Regions from separate parts of the Oncorhynchus mykiss genome. Here region 1 is linked to region 2. The links are chromatin contacts, called in public Hi-C maps. All regions are on one chromosome and are shown on one strand. Each heading gives the region's core, a stretch centred on a gene start, on an enhancer-like site or on the middle of the called end of the contact. The rest is flanking DNA. Distances are from core to core; before and after follow the strand shown. Region 1 overlaps cep131 (centrosomal protein of 131 kDa). Region 2 overlaps LOC110502786 (alpha-N-acetylgalactosaminide alpha-2,6-sialyltransferase 2).

Region 1 (2,700 bases), core at 127-2,626, 37 kb after region 2:
GGCTATAGTAAGCAGCCTGGCAAGGCACACATTAGCCAAACAACTTATTAGGAGCTATCTTTATGGCTAGCATCACCTAGCTAACATTAGCTGGATAGCTAGCTAGTGACATCAAAAGTGGATGAAGACATGGATAGGTGAAATGTCAACACAGGTGCAACACGGCAGTGCTACAGTAGCAGCAAGTGTAGTCCTATGGGACACTAACAAGCTAGCTAGCTATAGTATAGGTAACTGTACGGTGAAGCTAACCCATATGAAGTAGCAAAGTTCATATATATCTCAGTGAGTAAATCACTTCTTTACCAGTACTAACGCAACTGCACCGTTTTCAGATAATTCGTTTATCAGAGAAACAGTTGAATGGTAGCTAGCATAGTTAAAGGTACTCTTGCGCTTGAAACAACTTTGGAACCAATTATTCACAGTTGTTAAGTTACCGGTAGCTTGCTACCTGGCTAGCTAGTTTTATTGGTCAAGGGAATAGGTTAGCTAGTATCTAGCATCGCCGGTAAAACTCCAGTAAATTCTGTATTAATCTTTGATTAGCTATCTATTAGCTAAGCTACCCTGACCTTGGCGTTTGGTTTGTTTACAAATTGCAGAGTGCTGTGCAAGAGAAAGTGTGGGCTGCGCACATGGAGGAAGTTGGAGATGTGCATGTCATATTAATCAATATTTTTAAGGAGCCATACATAATAGTTTGGCAGGTGGAACTAAACAAGCATTTCCGCACTAGGACAGGAATTAGGTCAAAATAGTGGCAGCAACATCCTCTGGAGGGGAACTTTAATCAATGATACGCTCCAATTGGGTTGTGACGGTCATGGAATTTTGGATGGCGGTAATTGACCAGCCAAATGACCACAGTCAACGTAATAACCATTAAAATACACATTTTCACCTCCCCTCCTGACAGCGATATAAATAATGAATAAAATGGGTGTCCCCATTCAGGTCAATTATGTTATAATGGGTGGAATGGCGGCAGAGAGGAAACGGTAAAGAGTGAGGAAGTGACGAATCTGTCTACAAAGTGAGGAATTTTTGTATGAAGGTCAATGATCGTGTCGAATTTTGTTGCTAATTTGCTACCTAATGCTTATTTAAATCGAATTTAAGTTTTCTAATGGTTAGGTTTGTGGGGTTTCCTGATGGGGTTACTTGATTTGAAAATGGGGTCAGTCACTGGCCTACATCCCAAATGGCTATTCCCTATTCCGCACGACTTTTGATTAGGTCAGAAGGAGTGCACTATATAGGGTGCCATTTAGGACTCAAGCACGGCCTTCCTGGCGCTTTCATTGTTATCCAGTCCTTCACTCTTATCACTACAGAGCAGGCAGTGTGACCACACCACACAGCAGCTCCACAAAACGACACTAGGACATGTGGGAAAGAACAGACTGGTGGAAATAAGGCCATCTGTACAACGCGCTCACACACAGGCAGCATGCACACGCGGGCGCTCACAAAGAAAGACATCTCTCCACCACACGTACTCTAATGAATTCAGCTTCTGAAAGACAACCACATTGGTTAAGTATCTATCTATATGGGAGGTTTGGTGATACATTACTTATAAACCTACTTCCTGTCCATTATTTGGGATTTCATGTCTTGCCTTTACACTGCCAGTGTTATCGTAGTGTGAATGTGTGTGAGCTCACGTGCGTGCATATATGGTGTGCATACAAACCTCTGCTTGGCCAGTTCCCTCTCTCTCTGACACTGCTCGTCCCGGTCTCTCTCCAACTGTTGTCGTAGCTCTTCAGTCTGGCAAACATAGCGTTGGGCTGCCCTCTCGTCTGCCTGCAGCAGCTCAGCCTCATGAAGGACCCGCAGCTTTTTCAGCTCTTGCTTGTGTTTACAGATCAGCTTCTGGATCTCTGGCTCCAGACCTGGCACAAAGCAAAGAGGAAGAACAAGAACGAAAAGTACAAGAGAGAGAGGAGAGAAAGAGAAACATCAGTTAACACAGAAATAATCACAGCAGAATTGTTACACTGCAAACAAAGTAATTATTGTAATTGTGAAGAGATAAACATTTGAGCTCTATGCATGTACTTCTCAGAAGTGAAATTAAGTTGACCCTAGACACTGAACTTGGGTATTTTTCTCCCTAATAGGATTTAGTGGAGGTTAGCGTAGGGTAAGCAGATCCTAGCTCCTGCCTTCGAGGCAGCTTCAAATGAGGCCCTCCTCTCACCTTTCACAGTGATCTCTTTTATCTTCTTGGTCTTCTCGTCGATCCACTTCTCCCTGCGGACCTTCTCTGTGGCACTCATCAACTCTTTCAGCTTCTTGATCTCCTGAGGATGAAGAGGGGCGGGTTAGAGGTTAGGGTTGAATGTCAAAAAGTAAATCTTCCTTTGGAAAGAAGTTACTACAGTGACTGGGAGGGACACGGTAGCGACACCATGTCTGTCACATCTTCCATGACAAAAGGTGCCTCAAAAAACCATCAAGGGTAATTTCTGTAGGCAAAAGATTAGGCTACATCCCAGGTGACCAAGAATAGATGAGAGTGTAGTGATCATAGACATACATATATTCATATTAAAATGTTTATATACATCATTGGTATTGATATGCAAACAGGAATGGTTTGAGAGGCTACATTCCACATGAGGGAAATGGTATGAAAGAATAGGGTTTAAGTGTTTTAATGGGCGAAGACAAACAGACAAGGGCTGAGAG
Region 2 (2,923 bases), core at 306-2,805:
TACATTAAACACATCCACGCTAAAAATTGCATTATGGGAGGAACTCCCTCCACCCAATTCCCCCTGTTAATGAACAACAACAAAAAAGTTTACCACATCTTCTGTACACATTAAAAAGTCATGTCTGATGTGAGTCTTCCGTAGAGGAAAACCGGAACCATTTAATGTCATTGTTAAAGGATTGTTATTCTAAAAAGACATACAACAAAAATGTCAGATAAGCTAATTCATTGATTCTGTTGTAGGGTCTTTGGTTTCTTTACCCTGCACCACATATATTTTGTGCACATTTTGAGTGAGCCTTGGTAGGTGTTACCATTTTCCACATACATGTCCACTTCCCATGTGGAGGTGACCATGCAAAGTCTCAGTCAGAGATCAATCTCTATGGTCACAGTGACCAGATTCATCTAATGTTCTTCTCAGGTCCTGAATGACCTCATTCATCAGGCATCAATATTCAGCAGAAACAATGATACTTCTGTGACTATTGTCACTATTCATTCTGGGTCATGCTCATTAGGGTACAGCATAGCAAAATGTTTTGCAACGGAAAACTAAAAGAAATGTTTCTTATTGGAGGAGTTTAAGTAGTCCTTCCTTTTTTCAGTCAATTTTCTTCTGGTTGGTGCCTAACGAATCCAGCCCTGAGCTAGCTTTGAGAAGAGTCCAGGTGCTCTATTGTCTAGTCCAGCCACACATACTCCAATTCTCCAAGAGATCCTTGGAAACATCCATTCATGTTCTGGGAGCGTGTGCCCGGAGAAAAAGGCCACTGACAAAGTGTCCTTTTGGAGTTGTTGTGGAAACATCTTCCTTCACTTCAAATAGTTTCCCCAGTTACCCCAACAACAACTCATTTTGCAGACAAAAGATTGAGATTCACATTAAGGAACACACTGGTGGTAGTTTGAAAAAAAATACAGTTCTTGTCTATGTAGCATTGCTCTCTCATATTAATAAGGAAACATGTATGAAAGTAAAATACATTTTAAAAACATATTTAATAAAAAATTTACTTTTTGATTTAAAAAAAAATAATCTGTTATCTTCTCCCCTTAACTTTGCTTTGGTCAAACACTTGAGTTGTCTGTTGACCCACTACTACACTGACTCCACACAGAAACATAGTAATATCATGTCAAAATTATCTGACTACTTATCAGAATAGACCATGACTACTGCCGGCAGTGCTGTGCGAAAGAATTTAGGGCAGTGAGCGAGGGTAGTGGGTATTTTAAGTAGGTGGCCCGCCCAGCAGCAACAGCCCTATCTCTTGTCAACATACAGTGGGGTCCGAAATTACTGACACCCTTAAAAAAAGATAAGCAATAACGACTGTGCAAAATAAATAATTAAAATACGGATCTATAATGAATGCAAAAAAATGGGGGAATTATATTTTATATTTACAATTGCTCAGATTTTGTTTAACAAGTAATACTTTTTATCTCTCAAAAAGGTAGTGGTTATTGACAACCCTAAAGATTCTGATAAATAAAGTGGTAAAAGTTGAATATTTGGTCCCATGACGACATCAAGCTTGTGACTCTACAAACTTGTTGGATGCATTTGCAGTTAGTTTGGTAGTGTTTCAGATTATTTTGTGCCCAATAGAGTCACTTTTATTATAAATAAGAATAGCATATGTTTCTAAACACTTCTACATTCATGTGGATGCTGCCATGATTACAGAAAATCCTGAATGAATTGTGAATAATGAGGAGTGAGAACGGTAGAGGGAGGGTCACAGATCATACATGCTAACCTCTCACCATTACCAATAACAGGGGAGGTTAGCATGTCTTGGGGGTATGATCTAACCTCTCACCATTACCAATAACAGAAGAGGTTAGCATGTCTTGGGGGTATGATCTAACCTCTAACCATTACCAATAACAGGGGAGGTTAGCATGTCTTGGGGGTATGATCTAACCTCTCACCATTACCAATAACAGGGGAGGTTAGCATGTCTTGGGGGTATGATCTAACTTCTAACCATTACCAATAACAGGGGAGGTTAGCATGTCTTGGGGGTATGATCTAACTTCTAACCATTACCAATAACAGGGGAGGTTAGCATGTCTTGGGGGTATGATCTAACTTCTAACCATTACCAATAACAGGGGAGGTTAGCATGTCTTGGGGGTATGATCTAACTTCTAACCATTACCAATAACAGGGGAGGTTAGCATGTCTTGGGGGTATGATCTTTGAAACATATGTCTGACTAAGACCCACAAAAGCTGATTGTCTGAAATGGTTTAAAAATACTAAAAAAGGTCTTAAAATAGTATAAAAAGGCTAATAAAAGGGGCCTCGCGGGTGGCGCAGTGGTCTAGGGCTGTTCCACCAGAGACTCTGGGTTCGCACCCAGGCTATGTCGCAGCTGGCCGCGACCGGGAGGTCCGTAGGGCGACGCAAAATTGGCCTAGCGTCGTCTGGGTTAGGGAGAGTTTGGACAGTAGGGATTTCCTTGTCTCTCCTCCTGTAGCGGGCTGGGTGTAGTGCACGCTAACCAGGTCGCGAGGTGCACGGTGTTTCCTCCGACACATTGGTGCGGCTGGCTCCCGGGTTGGATGAGCGCTGTGTTAAGAAGCAGTGCGGCTTGGTTGGGTTGTGTTTTGGAGGACGCATGGCTTTCGACCTTCGTCTCTCCAGAGCCCGTATGGGAGTTGTAGCGATGAGACAAGATAGAAACTACTAACAATTGGATACCACAGAATTGGGGAGAAAAGGGGGTAATATTAAACAATAAAAAAATTAAAAGGCTAATAAATATTATTTGGTAAAATATGTCCAAAATCAGGGCCATTGATAAAATCTTCAGCTGCACAGTCTAAAACAATCTTTTCCCAGAATGAAAAGAATCTGTCAGTTTTCCTGGTAACTCAGCAAGTGTCAGCAACAGTCTATGACTGGC

Evidence for each region. A called contact is a pair of places that touch in the nucleus more often than the background predicts.
Region 1: a Hi-C map of blood shows a contact between it and region 2, with 7 times the contacts expected there. The contact joins two enhancer-like sites. A contact is called at or near these places in 3 of 3 Hi-C or Micro-C datasets (blood and liver).

What each region holds. Positions count from the first base shown.
Region 1 is chr23:42,512,510-42,515,209 of USDA_OmykA_1.1, forward strand. cep131 (centrosomal protein of 131 kDa) reads right to left here. Exons shown (of 26, transcript XM_021581059.2): 17 at 2,210-2,312; 18 at 1,700-1,901. Among protein-coding and RNA genes, the nearest start is that of LOC110502786, 18 kb to the left of the region's middle. Within about 2 kb of position 1,377, at least 5 of the 11 cell types and tissues checked have an H3K27ac peak or open chromatin away from gene starts, as enhancers often do.
Region 2 is chr23:42,475,321-42,478,243 of USDA_OmykA_1.1, forward strand. LOC110502786 (alpha-N-acetylgalactosaminide alpha-2,6-sialyltransferase 2) reads right to left here. Exons shown (of 10, transcript XM_021581060.2): 10 at 2,094-2,923. Among protein-coding and RNA genes, the nearest start is that of LOC110502786, 19 kb to the right of the region's middle. Within about 2 kb of position 1,556, at least 3 of the 11 cell types and tissues checked have an H3K27ac peak or open chromatin away from gene starts, as enhancers often do.